Regions from separate parts of the Mus musculus genome. Here regions 2 and 3 are each linked to region 1. The links are chromatin contacts, called in public HiChIP or PLAC-seq and promoter capture Hi-C maps. All regions are on one chromosome and are shown on one strand. The core of a region is the stretch at or near the end of the contact, and the rest is flanking DNA. Distances in the headings are between cores, read along the strand shown. Region 1 holds the start of Smndc1 (survival motor neuron domain containing 1). Region 2 has its middle 8.6 kb from the start of Gm30381. Region 3 overlaps Gm30234 (a long non-coding RNA gene).

Region 1 (4,137 bases), core at 43-2,542:
TCCATTTCCAGAAAGGGCAGCTTCTACTTGCTGGAGTTGAGCTTTGTAGCTAGCCAACTGTTTTGCTAGATCCTCTGACATCTGAGGAAAATAAAGGCCCATAAGGCAAGTCAAATATCAAATTACAAAAAAACAACAACAAAAAAAAAACTTCCTCTGACCTGTCTAATTTAAATCACTCTTGCTACAAAATTCAAGTTCCGTTCATCACCATTTTAACTTTATTCATATTTAACTAATCCACAAACTTCAAGGCAATTAAATTCTAAAGACTGCAGATACGGCTGGTCAATTCTACACAGAAAGAGTTCCCCCGGAAAAATCATGCTATTAAAAAAGAAAAAAAAAAAAAAACCCTGCTTCTTCTTTAAGTATCATATATCATAGGAAGACAGTGTATGTCAATAAAGACTGCGACATACTTTTCAAAAGCTGAGAAAGTCAAAAATCAAGAGAAATTAAAATTCGCACGGACGGGTTCTTCCCCCCAGTCAGAGGAAGCGGTTTTCGGTTAACTACACCTTCGGCGTTTCCTCGCCTTTCTCTCCGGTGGAGGGAACCGCTCGGAGCGCTCACTCTTCCTTCACACGGAGGTCATCCTAGAAACCCGCCTCTCGCCCAACGCAGCTCGGCGTCGCCAGGGGTCCAGAAGCCCCTCTGGGCGGCCGCGGGGCAAACATACGGGTCCTCGGGGGACACCTCCGGGACATTCCGGCCCACCGGAAGCCTGGAACCCCGGCCGAGTCTTCCCGTCCGCGCGCGGGCTTCCCCGAGCCCGCTGGAGCCCCGGTCCACCATCTCCCACCAGGGAACGCAGACCTCCGCGTCCATGGAAACCGCCGAGCCCCGCACCCTCACAGAGGCTTCCCCCAGACGGCCACGTTCGCCGCCTCGTCCCGGAAGCCCCCACGCAGGCCGGGGCCGTCCACTGGGGGGTGCGAGAGCCGCTGCCTCCCCACACTGCCCTGGCCGGGCCCAGCTCTGACGCCGGCGCCCTCGCTTCCGGCCTCCGCCTCCACCTCCACTCCAGCCCGAGGCCCGAGGAGGCCTGACTCTCCCTCAGGGGCTCGTTACCTTGGGTGGGGCTGGGGTCGGGACGGCGGGCAGGGGTCGGGGAGGCGAGGCGAGGCGAGCGGCGTCAGGGGCGGCTGCAGCCGGGAAAGATTTTCCGCCGCGACGAGCCTCGGTCGGAAAAGGAGAAAGTCCGCCAGCGAGGGGGAGGGGAGAGAAGCCGGCCTCGGGCAGGAGGAGAGAGAGACAAGGCGAGCGAGATCTCGCGAGACCTACGGACTCTCGTGGAAAAGATGGCGCCCGGGTCACATGACCCTCGCCGCCCTCTCAGCAGCCTGCGATTGCAGCCTCGGAAGGCGGAGCGGGTGTGGTCTGATGGGCAGGAAGTGACGTGTCTGGGCCGCGCCGGGGGCAGAGGGCATGTTCGTTTTACGTCAGTTCCGCCTCGTGCTGGGAGCGGCAGCGAGTGGTTCTCTGTGGTGGGTGTTGTCCTCCGGTTCCCTGCGGCGTAAACTCGCGAGCCTTTCTGCCCAGCCCTGATGAGATTTAGTACCGGGAACGGGCTGGGAGTGATGGCGGGTGCCTTGTGTCCCACAGGGAGGCAGATGGCGGCGGCGGATCTGAGTCTGAGCCCGCATAGCGAGTTCCAGGCCAGCCAAGGCTACAGAGCGAGACCTTGAAGTCAAGAGAAGGGAAGTTTTTTGTTGTTTAGAAAATAAATATAGCCAATAAAGATAGAGTGATAGAAGTGGAACGGTGACCATTTGAGGTGCTTAGGCATCACCCATGGTAGGTAAAAGCCATGTGATGTAAGAAAATAGAGAAAGGTAGGATGTTTAGAGTCAAAGCTGGCAATCGCTCACCCAGCGATCAACTTCAGCATCACTAGTTGTGAGACAACCTTACTTTATGCATGTTTATGACCGAGTGACAGTCAACATGAAGTGACTGTCACCTCTGAGGAAGTATAATCAAAGCCCTTTTGAGTTTAAAGGAAATAATAAGCATAACGTGTTGAATGTCCGTGAGGAAAGAAACACCCATCCAGAATGTGCGATTTTTTTTTGACTTAAATAATTCAAGAGTAATGTAATTTTAATGAGAAATACCTCCCTTCGTCTTGGCCATTTGGAGTAGTTTAGAGGTGTTCCCTGCCTTGTGCAGATTGGAGAGGTTAAAGACACACACACCACTTAAATTTGAGCTCTCGGCGCTGTATGTGCAGTTTGATGCCGGCTCACAACAAAATACTTCAGCCATCATGTCCTTGGCCTGCTGCTGCCCCTGCCCGGCCATTATAGACTCACTCCGGAGCCATAAGCTAAAATAAAATCGTTAAGCTGCCTTGGTCATGGTGTTTTATCACAGCAACAAAGAAGGAAGCAATGCTATTAAAAGGAGTAAGGACTGTTTTGGATTAGAAGATTAAAAAGATGGGTATGGTGGTGCCTGTGTGTAGTCTCTGTTGTGCCAGGAAATGTTCATGAGCCCCCCCCCAAAAAAAAAACCACCAGGGAGCTGATTCTGATGCAATTGAACTAGGTTCTTTTGTTCAAGCTCGAGCTTGGGCCTCACCACCCTCTCTGATGCAAGAGAACTGGGGGCCGGGGGTGCAAACGCAGGGTTGTAGATTTGTTAGGAAATAACCTGGAAACTGGTGTTGGATGTAGGTTTTGTTGTGAGGTAACCTGGAAACTGGTGTTAGGCACAGGACTTGTTGGGGGGAGGGGGGGGCGTAGCCTGGAAACTGGTGCTAGATACTGGCCTGTTAGTTTACTTGAGTTTAACCTTAGGTCAGGTTCTCTAAGATGGAGTCCGAACCCTGAAGGTTTGGTCTCAAGTACACCAGAGGCAGAGGGAGGAAAATCAACTGAAATTTAAAAAGTGCCTGGACTAGTGTACTCCAGGCCTTCCAGGTCTAATAGCAAGTGCCTATCTCAAGATCCAAACAAGCAAAAGGAGAAATGATAATGAAGTATGTAAATGTTGATTGGATCTTTGTATTAGTCAGACTTCTCTAGAGTCACAGAACTCTATGAAATAAGGAAATTTGTTATGACAACTTACAGTCTGGAGTCCAGCTCCCCAACAATGGTCAGCTGTAAATGGAAGTCCAAGGATCTAGTAGTTGCTCAGACCCACAAGGCTAGTAGATTCCAATAGATGTGCTGGCAAGTAAATGCAAGCAGATATTGAATTTAATGGAGAACGTGTAACAGTTCATGGTACAAATCTCTTAATTCCCTGTAATTTCATTTTGATAATTTTCAAAATGAAAATATGGAGAAATTACTTATAGCCTTGCAAAATAGATTTCGAATGGTTTCATGCCTGTGTGCATGTGTATGCACATGTATGTGTGTGCATGTGTCCCAAAAGACCACCAAGGAGCCGACTCCAATGCAGTTGCACTAGGGTCTCTCATTCAAGCTCCAGTTCTGGCTCACTCACTGCAGACCCTGTCACAGTAGGACCAGAGGGTGAAGCAGCCTTAAGCCCTCAGTGGGACAAGGTTTTATAGGAAATGTCGAGCAAGTGAGAGGGGTTACAGCCTGCCAAGCATCTCACTGAATAACTATTGTAAGCTGACAGGTGGGTGCTCTGAAGCAAAACCATGAACAATCACAGAGGGTCTGAAAGTACATCGCAAACAATCAGACTAATCTTGACTGGCTGTTGCTAGGAAGTAGCTAGGGAGTAACTCTGGGGTACGGGCCAAGGACAAGCCGTGGGGTCCTTCCTGGTACTTGGGTGTGGCTTAGGTTCAGCTGTAAGTCAAGCACTCAGGCTCTTTCTGCTTTAAGATGGAGTAGGTTTGCCCCTCCCATGTGTCCCTGTGCACACGTGTTGGCAACGATGGGAGGAGACTGGAGGAAAATGCTGGGCGATTGCTTAGTAAGTACAGACAGAAGGTGAGAGTACAAATACATATGTGGTCCTCAGAAACAGAGGACAGCAGAAGGGTGGGCCAGACCGCAGGGAAGATGTGGGGAAGGCAGTGGGCACTCGGAGCCCTTTGAAGGCTAGGTAGAAAAGTGTGAGTACTTAGTAGAAGGAATTATTTAGGATGGTTTCAGATTTTTTTTTTAGCCTTTATTTTATATGTACAAGTGTTCTGCCTGCAAG
Region 2 (4,366 bases), core at 710-3,209, 270 kb before region 1:
ACACACATTGTTTTATATCTTTCTTTTCTCCAATTCACAATATATCCTGGATAGTTTTCTATATTAGGGGTGTTTGTGTGTGTGTGTGTGTGTGTGTGTGTGTGTGTGTGTGTGTGTGTGCATCTCTTTCTTTGCCAAGGTTTCTATTTTATTTAGGCAATTTACAAGGAATGTTTACAGAGTTCAGTTTACTACTGTAGCAATCAGCACTAAAATTAATGTCCCTATATTTGTATTTCTGAGCATTTATTTGAATGTGTCTATAAGATTAAAAACTCCTAGAACTATCAAGTTATGCAATTTTTGATTGATTTTATTTATGTTTCTTATTTTAGGTACATTGGTGGTTTTGTTGGCATGTATGTCTGTATGAGGGTGTCAGATCCCCTGAAAGTGGAGTGACAGAACAGTTGTGAACTGCCATGTAGGTACTGGGAATCACCCAGGTCTACTAGAAGAGCAGCCAGTGTTCTTAGCCACTGAGCCATCTCTCCAGACCTAAATATGCATTTTAAATGTCCTCAGATATTTTCCATGGACCTTTGTAGCCAACAAGGATGGGACTGCAACTGTACTCTGACAACTAATAATTGTGTTACTTCAAAAAAGTTATTTTGAGGCCAGACATGATGGCACCTGCTTTTAGTCCCAGCACTCAGGCAGCAGAGGCAAGTAGATCTCTAGGTTTGAAGCCAGCCTGGTCTCCAGAGTGAGTTCCAGGCCAAAAAGGGCTTCAGAGTGAAACCTTCTGGTGAGACCCTATCTCAAAAAAATAAAAAAGTGGCAACCTTAGTTCCCTCTGCTATAAAATGGGTATAATTTAGTCTGCCTCAGAGTTGTCCATGGATCAAACAAAACAACAGTTCACACACACTCATCCCTTTTCTCTCTCTCTCTCTCTCGTTCATATCCGGTTCCCTAACGTCTATTTTAGTTTTTGCAAAGATTTGGCAAAGATACCGTTCCAGGTCAACAAATACTTGTAGAGCTCTAATCGGCAGGGTTTAACAGTGGCTGAAGGGACTCTGGTTCTCTGATTTTTTAAAAAGATGCACATTGTCTGTTTCAGAGTTTTCAGTACTGAACAGGAGAGAACTCCACAGATTCCACTCTAAGGTGGAATTCCACCCAAGGACGTGGTGTTGAAACAGTAACAGCACAACAACCTAAGAAGAGCGTGGTGGTCTGGCAGCATAGGAGTGCTGGAGAGGCAATTCATGACTCTGTACCTTTCCTTTCACCTGTGTAAGGGAGACACTTGGAGCAGAAGACCAGAGCATTTGGCTGGAAATAAACTGAAGTCTTTTCATTTACTCATGAGGCTTCGCATACAGTTGGCATTCTACTCCCGACCACATCAATTGCTTTCAGATAAATGGCATCGCTCTCTCTGCTCCTCCCAGAGGAAAACGGATGTGCCAAGAAGATGTGCCACTTTTAGTCCCATGGCTGTCCTTTGCTCTGGATCGGTTTCAGAGATGCTAATATTTTCATCTGAGAAATGAGGGTAAACTTGACCTGAACTCACTTCCGCTTTCACGTGGGCGTGTTACACACCCAGCTTACTTCCTCTTTCTTCCTAACTTTCTGCTAAAATTCTCCCCAACCCCTACTGTCTTCTCCATCCGAGTTTTATCTTACTTTTTGCTGCCCTAAATTTCATATTGAAACTCTACCACTCAAGCAACTCTTGGGAAAAATAACTGCAAAACCTTTCCAATAACATTTGAAGCCACCACAGTCCCAGGGGGGGAAACTTCATTTGTCCATATTGTCCTGGCTTCTTGGCCTGTTTCACCAGCTCTGTCTATGACAATAGACTCTTAGAGGTTTGGAACTTTGTTTCATTTAAATCTTGGGCAGCACTCAAACTACTGTTGTGGTCAGTCACGCAGCCTAGAGTCTGTGTGTTCACACAGCTCTGTTGTGTTAGAAAGCTGCTGAAGACTTGAAGACTGAACGTATGTTTCGGGTTGCTTCTCTTATATTTTTGGTTGTGAGCCTAGCCTTTAACGGCTGAGCCGTCTCTCCAGCCCAACTCGGGTTGCTTCTCTAGAGCTGATTTGTCAATCTCTTATGTATCCAGGCCCTCAAGTTCTTCCACATAGATGATTTCTCTCTTCCTGAGTCTTTCTTTCCCTTCACACTCCTTAAAGCTTTGAGATTGGTTTTTCTGACATGTAGATTGGACACGCCCTTCACCTTCTTCAGACTTACATGGCAACAATCCATAACTAAATACAACAAATCATGCTTTGTTTGCTTGCACAAGTTGAGAAAAGATGCCTACCAAAAATAAGTTAATTTAAAAAGAAGAATAGATATTAAATAAGACACAAAGCCCTGTAAAACCAATCTATTGTATAACACGCTTTGCAGAGATCCTGGGTTCAGTTCCCAGCGCCCACATGGCAGCCCATAACCTCTCTAGTTCCATTTATAAGGGATCTGAACCCCTCTTCAGACCTCTCTAAGCACTAGGCACCCATGAGGCACAATCTCATACATCCAGGTAAGATATTCGTCCTAAAAGTAAATAAATAAACTTGTTTTGAAAAGGAAAACACCTTGGTTTCTAACCCCAGAAATGATTTGTAAAGGTCTGCTCTTAAACATGTTATCAGCTGGGTTCTGTAGTGTGTTCCCTTCCCAGTCTAGTTTCTTTGTTCAAGCTTAGGGTTGAGATTCACCCAGGTTTCTGAATGTAGCAATTGTCTATTCAGTCTCAGCTCTGAGTGATAGTTTCATTGTATCGACCCAGCTCTGCTGATCTCTTCATTCCCGTTGTTTTCTGCTTCTGCCTTGGTGAATAGGGCTGTTATGAACGACCACATGCATGTAGCACATGTCCAGACTTATCCCAGAGGATCTCTGGATGCCTAAAATAATGTGCACTGTGTCATCAAAGTCTTAAATTTAGTTTTCAAAATAAAAGGCAAGATTTGAGATACTGCTGGGTCTGAGCTTCTCTATGAATCAAATGCCTAGGCATAGCAGTGGGTCTAAAAATAAATGTGTATTTCAAAATAATAACGTGCAGAAGTGAAATTTCAAAATTCCAGCCAAGCTACAACTTGCTAGGAAAGTATTTATGATTCCAATTAGTTATGGAGTCATAGACACTGGAACACTTTTGTGATGTATTGAATACAATCATAATTGATGGAAGGGCATATTTTAATTACAGAGGGTTTTATCTTGTTGCTCTCTTTGTTTGTTTCATTGTGGTTTTGGTTGTTTTAGTTTTTGAGACAGGCTGTTACTATGTAGCTAAGGATGGCCTCAAACTCACCAAGGTCAAGAGACCTTCCCTGGTGTCTTGAATACTAGGATTACATTCAGAGCCCTCCCAACCCCACTTTTTTGGATAGGGTCTTTCTATATAACACAGGCTGGCCTCAGCTTCCTTCTCCTTCCTTCTCCTTCAAAGCACTGCCATTCTAGGCCTCTTCCTCCCTAGACAGAGGTTACTGAGAAATAGTCATTTTCTCCCTCCTTTATCCAAGTTCAAGAAGTCCTGTAATTCTATTACATTGGGAAATTTGATCTACATTTAAGCTTCTTAAAGGCTTAATCGAGCCTAAACAATTTATCTTACTTATTTTTCTGTTACTATGATAAAATGTCATGACCAGGGCAACTCATAGAAGAAAAACCGTTTAATTTAGCTTATGGTTTCAAATGGTTAGAGTCTGCACACTGGTGTGAAAGAACAGCTGAGAGCGTTTGATCCAAACACCAGGCAGGAGGAAGGGCTGGGACTCACAGGAGTCTTTTGAAACCTCAAAGCCCACCCCTAATGATACACCTCCTCCAATAGGCCATGCCTTCTAATCCTTCCCAAATGGTTCCACCAAGTGGAGACCAAGTTTTCAAACATATGAGCCTATGGAGGCTAATCTTATTCAACCCACCACACTACTAAAATTCCGAATTCGGCATCAAATTTGATATACAATCCCCAACTCTGCAACAGTTCATACATATGTGCTCGAAAACTTTGTGTATGTGTTTGCACACTTATTCCTGTGTACACAATGCACATGTGCATACATATGCACACACATGGAGTCCAAAATATAGCCTTCAGTGTTGTGCCTCGGGTACCATCCAGCCTTTACTTACTGGCCTCAAGCTTGCCAAGCAGGCTGGCCAGTGAGTCTCAGCGATCCTCCTCTTGGGCCACTCTAGCCCTGAGATTACAAGCATGCATCCGAATGGGCCTGGCTTTTTTACTTGGGTGCTGGGGCTCAAACTCAGGTCTTCATGCTTATACAGCAAGCGTTTCAGTGGCTGAGCCTCACTCACTGCATAAATATTTTTAAGTGATAAACTCATAAATGACAATAGTTTCATTGAGCTTGTC
Region 3 (4,391 bases), core at 1,401-3,900, 330 kb before region 1:
GAGGACTTTGAGTTTTGTGCGGGATGATAAGTACGGATCTATTTGCATTCTTCTACATACAGCCATACAATTTGACCTGCACCATTTGATAAAGATGTTGTCTTTTGGGTGGGGGGGGGTATGGGGGACTTTTGGGATAGCATTGGAAATGTAAATGAGGAAAATACCTAATAAAAATATTAAAAAAACAGAACACCAATAAAAAAAAAGATGTTGTCTTTTTTCCCCCAGTGTGTATTACTAACTTCTTTACCAAAATTCAGATGCCCATAGGTATGTGGATTTATGTCTGGGTCCTCAATTTGATTCCATTGATCAACATTTCTGTTTTTGTGCCAATTCCATGCTCGTTTTATTACTATATAGCTCAGTAGCAAGGATAGTGATACCTCTAGAAGTTCTTTCATCATCAGGAATGTTGTAGCTGTCTTGGCTGTTTTGTGTTGCTACATGAAGCTAAAAATTGTTCTTTTGGATTCTGTGAAGAACTGTGTTGGAATTTTGGTGAGGACTCTATTGAGTCTGCAGATTGCAGACTTGGTGAGGTGGCCGTTTTTACTATACTAACCCTACCAATCCATGAGGGTTCGTGACTTCTAATGGCATTCTTTCTTGAATGAGTCTTGTTGTAGGAATATATTAATTGGGTAAAATCTCATAACCCGTGCCCTTTTCTGTAGTTATATTTCAAGAGAAGAATACTTTAAGATGCTTTTAGAAGAAAATACAGGAGAAAAACCACAGACTGACTCTTTTCTTTCTTTCTTTCTCTCCCCCATTTTGTGTTTTGTTTTTTTCCTTTCTTTTTGCAATGCTAGGGATTAACTGAACAATGGGTCTTGCATATACTTAGCAAGAATTCAACCATTGAGCTACATCCCCAAATGTTGGTTGTTGTTGTTGTTGTTGTTGTTTTTCATTTTTCTCCTTGAGACAAGGTTGCACTACATTGCTCAAGATTCCTTGAACTGGGAATTCTCCTGCCTTAATCTCCTAACTTGCTGGAATTAAAGCCTCCACCACTGGGCCCAATTTAAAAGAGTATTGGATCTGGGCTTGAGATATAGCTCAATTGGTAGAAGCAAACTTGGCATGCATAAAGCCCAGGGTTTGATTCTCAGTCCCAACAAACCAAGTGTGGTAAGACATGTCTATAATCTTAGCACTTGAGGAGTAAGGCAAAAAAGGATTTTTTTTTTATTTCTTATATAAGATACATAAAACGTGTGTGTGTGTGTGTGTGTGTGTGTGTGTGTGTGTGTGTGTGTAGTTTTTGAGGCAGGATTTTGCTGTGTAACAACCCTGGCTGTCCTAGAACTCACTAGACCAGGCTCTGACCACGACCTCACGGAGATCCGTCTGCCTCTGTCTCCTTAGTGCTAGGATTAAAAGCAAGCACCACCATGCCCGGCCAAACACATATTCTTTTTAAAAAAAGTTTGATGAACTCAACTGCACAAAAATATCTTAGAAGGAAGCAGAAATAGCAACAGCAAACTTGCTGTAAACAGCGTAAGAAATTACATCATAACGTCGGCAGGTTCATTTTGGCAGGATCTGTGACACTCCCTTGTAAGCTGTATTCCTTGCATCCTTGTAACCACCCCTCTAAGACAATGCTAATTGAAACTAATATTTGAAGACATTCGGGCACTTGCCTACAGGCATTTCACTGTAGGAAGTAAGAGTCAAGTTCAAGAAGCAGTTGAACTCAGGAGGATCTGGCTTCTAAGAGTTTGTCAATAACCAAGGACACAGAAGGTTAGGGGTCTGAACTGAGGAGTAAGATTGGGGTCCAGCTTTCTTTCTCCACAGTGTTTTCAGATAGAGCAGGTAACTACAGTTATGGTGCCCAGTACTCTTAAACCAATGGCAGGCACAGCAGCAGTCCTGCACTCTGATTGGTCCTGGTCTCTGGAGGCGGCCCAACAGCTAAGCCAATCGAACTGCTGATCACAGCTCCTCCCACCTAAGGACCCTTCCCTTCCTCCTTAATCCAAGGTCAAGATGGATCGAAAATAGCGTGTCTTCCCTAGACTGTCCCGTGAAACTTTCCCCAAAGTGACTGTTCATTTTGCCCTGTCCAGCGTGGCGACCACTGAGTCGCGGATGACTGCAGGGATAAACATGACTAAAAGCTTCTGCCTGTGGCTAGCAGCTACCACACGGGACAGCACTACGTTGACGTTGTTTTGATTAGATTTCTTCCAGAGCTGAGTACAGCGGTTGATTGGTTTTTCTGTTTGACTTCTGTGAATCTTGTCTTTGGATGTGATCCATTAAGCATAAGAAAAGAATTAAAAACAAGGAAAGTCTACTTGTGTGGCCCAACGGATCAGTGCTGAGCCCAGAAGAGACTCATCACAACGAATTCCTATTAACAACAGTTTCTGGTTCAAAATAACAGAAGGAGAAAACACAGCCTAGGGCACTTGGAACCCTAAGTAGCAGATGTTCCGGCTTCAAGGTCCAGGTAGAATGTGGATTCCAGGAAGAAGCTAATAGCTTTATTGTGGAACAAGCCCTCACTTAGGACCCAGCTGAGGGCAGACATTAGTTCTGGCCAAGTATTCAGAGCCCTCTGTCATTCCCTATAATCCTCCTGCGGCTCAGTGCTGCCACAGCGTTCCACAGTACAGGTCCAAACCGGAATCTGGAGAGGCTCATATTCCAAAAGTCAGAGGGAGCGGCAATGCCTGGGGCACTAACTATGGGAATAGAGTATGGCTTGCCTGAAGGCCTTGAACTCTGATTCCCCGTAGGAAGGCCCACTGCACAGTGGCTGAGACTTTTTCTGAAGAGATAACAGACTAGCAGAAGGTGACAGAGCAGAAGCTGAGCTGGGGACACCTCTGACGTGGGCCCTATCACCAAACCTTGTCCCTTAGGGCCTGTACGGAAGTTGCTGTGAGACAGCAGTCGGGGTAGGGCAGTGCCAACTGGGGCACTATCAGCAACAGACAAAAGAGGCTGTAGGGGCCCCTGTGGCAAGAGGACACAGCAGTACAGGGCTAAGAAGACTATTAAAGAAAGGTTTCCTCTCAAGTCCCAGGTTTAATGGTGACTTTTAGACAGATGACAGTAATGTTACAAGACAAAGACAGGAATGAACTAGAGGTTGAGGGGCCCGGGTATCATGCCTCAGAGGTCTGTCTACACATTAAGCAGTCCAGGAAGTACTTGTGTACGGTATGGAGAGGCTCTGGCTCCTTTCCTTAGGGTAAGGTGAGAGATGAAGATAAAGAGAGATAGCCTCTATCACACAGGATGTCCCATCTGCGCCCAGAGGATGTCTCTAGGCTGGATCCGCTCGAACAGCAAAAGCAGGAACTTATCTGGCTCCTGAGCGCGTTACAGAAGACCCCCTGACATGGGATCAGTCCTTCCTGATCTGGGAAGAGGAAGAGAAAGAGTCTGGGGTTCTTATGCTGCATCTAACATGTCCCCACATCTGCGTCCCCCACCACATATACACACCTAGCCAAAGACAGGAGGTGAAATGTTCTGATAAAAAACGGGAGTGGGGGCAGTTGCCATCTCTCTGTAAGCCCCTTCAGGAGACAGGCCGGACTGAGCCTCCTTTCTTCTGCTTTCTTTCTCCTTCACCTCCAGGCTCCGCCTCTGCACATGGCTCCCCAGTGATTCCCCACTCACATCTCTCCTTCATCAATTGCTCGACAGACGCTATCGACCCTTAGATGCTGAATGGCGCGGAACCAACTAAGGGTCCATCTCTGTGATGTTCCTCTTTCAGGGACTTTTCTCATGAAGCTTTTCTGGCTGGTTTTGTGTGTCAACTTGACACAAAGCTGAAGTTATCACAGAGAAAGGAGCCTCCCTTGAGGAAATGCCTCCATGAGATCCAGCTGTTAGGCATTTTCTCCATTAGTGATCAAGAGGGGAGGGCTTAGGCCATTGTGGGTAGTGCCAGTCCTGGGTTCTATAAGAAAGCAGGTTGAGCAAGCCAAGGGAAGCAAGCCAGTAAGCAGCACCCCTCCATGGCCTCTGTATCAGCTCCTGCCTCCAGGTTCCTGCCCTGTGTGAGTTCCAGACCTGACTTCCTTTGGTGATAAACAGCAGTGTGGAAGTGTAAGCTGAATAAACCCTTTCCTCCCCAACTTGCTTCTTGGTCATGATGTTTGTACAGGAATAGAAACCCTGACTAAGACAGACACTTTGGGGCAGTTCTGAGTCACCCCTTCTTCCTCCCGTCCTTGTAGGGACCAGGTTCCCTTCTCATTCAGCACACACTACCCTGGGCTCTCACCTTAAACCCACTCACCTCCACCATTTTCAACTTCTACATAGATACCTTCAACCCAAATCTGATTTTTCTGAGTCCTAGTTCCTGAAACCTCAACAGCATTGTCCAAACATTCTTCAGGCATTCC

What was found. Promoter capture Hi-C pulls out the DNA fragments that hold promoters and counts their contacts. HiChIP or PLAC-seq counts read pairs in DNA pulled down with a chosen protein or histone mark.
Region 2: a contact with region 1 is called in a promoter capture Hi-C map of pre-B cells, with 2.3 times the contacts expected there. The contact joins the enhancer-like site here to the promoter of Smndc1 in region 1. A contact is called at or near these places in 7 of 39 promoter capture datasets (the C10 cell line, the HPC-7 cell line, cranial neural crest and 3 more), 1 of 484 Hi-C or Micro-C datasets (B cells), 2 of 115 datasets of contacts at active chromatin or transcription factors (microglia and pancreatic cancer cells) and 1 of 9 other capture datasets (liver).
Region 3: a contact with region 1 is called in an H3K27ac HiChIP or PLAC-seq map of embryonic stem cells, with 3 times the contacts expected there. The contact joins the enhancer-like site here to the promoter of Smndc1 in region 1. A contact is called at or near these places in 4 of 39 promoter capture datasets (the C10 cell line, cranial neural crest, pre-B cells and 1 more), 3 of 484 Hi-C or Micro-C datasets (CD4 T cells, CD8 T cells and rod photoreceptor), 12 of 115 datasets of contacts at active chromatin or transcription factors (embryonic stem cells, epiblast stem cells, forebrain and 3 more) and 3 of 9 other capture datasets (adipose tissue, embryonic stem cells and liver).

What each region holds. Positions count from the first base shown.
Region 1 is chr19:53,389,342-53,393,478 of GRCm38.p6, forward strand. It overlaps Smndc1 (survival motor neuron domain containing 1), which reads right to left and starts at 1,293. Exons shown (of 6, transcript NM_172429.3): 1 at 1,075-1,293; 2 at 1-81. The coding sequence starts at 81.
Region 2 is chr19:53,117,927-53,122,292 of GRCm38.p6, forward strand. No RefSeq gene overlaps it. Among named protein-coding and RNA genes, the nearest start is that of Gm30381, 8.6 kb to the right of the region's middle. Within about 2 kb of position 1,960, at least 68 of the 459 cell types and tissues checked have an H3K27ac peak or open chromatin away from gene starts, as enhancers often do. A contact at or near this core is called in B cells, the HPC-7 cell line and pre-B cells, where this site is marked.
Region 3 is chr19:53,056,256-53,060,646 of GRCm38.p6, forward strand. The region is part of intron 2 of Gm30234 (a long non-coding RNA gene); the gene reads right to left. Among named protein-coding and RNA genes, the nearest start is that of 1700054A03Rik, 18 kb to the right of the region's middle. Within about 2 kb of position 2,651, at least 54 of the 459 cell types and tissues checked have an H3K27ac peak or open chromatin away from gene starts, as enhancers often do. A contact at or near this core is called in embryonic stem cells and trophoblast stem cells, where this site is marked.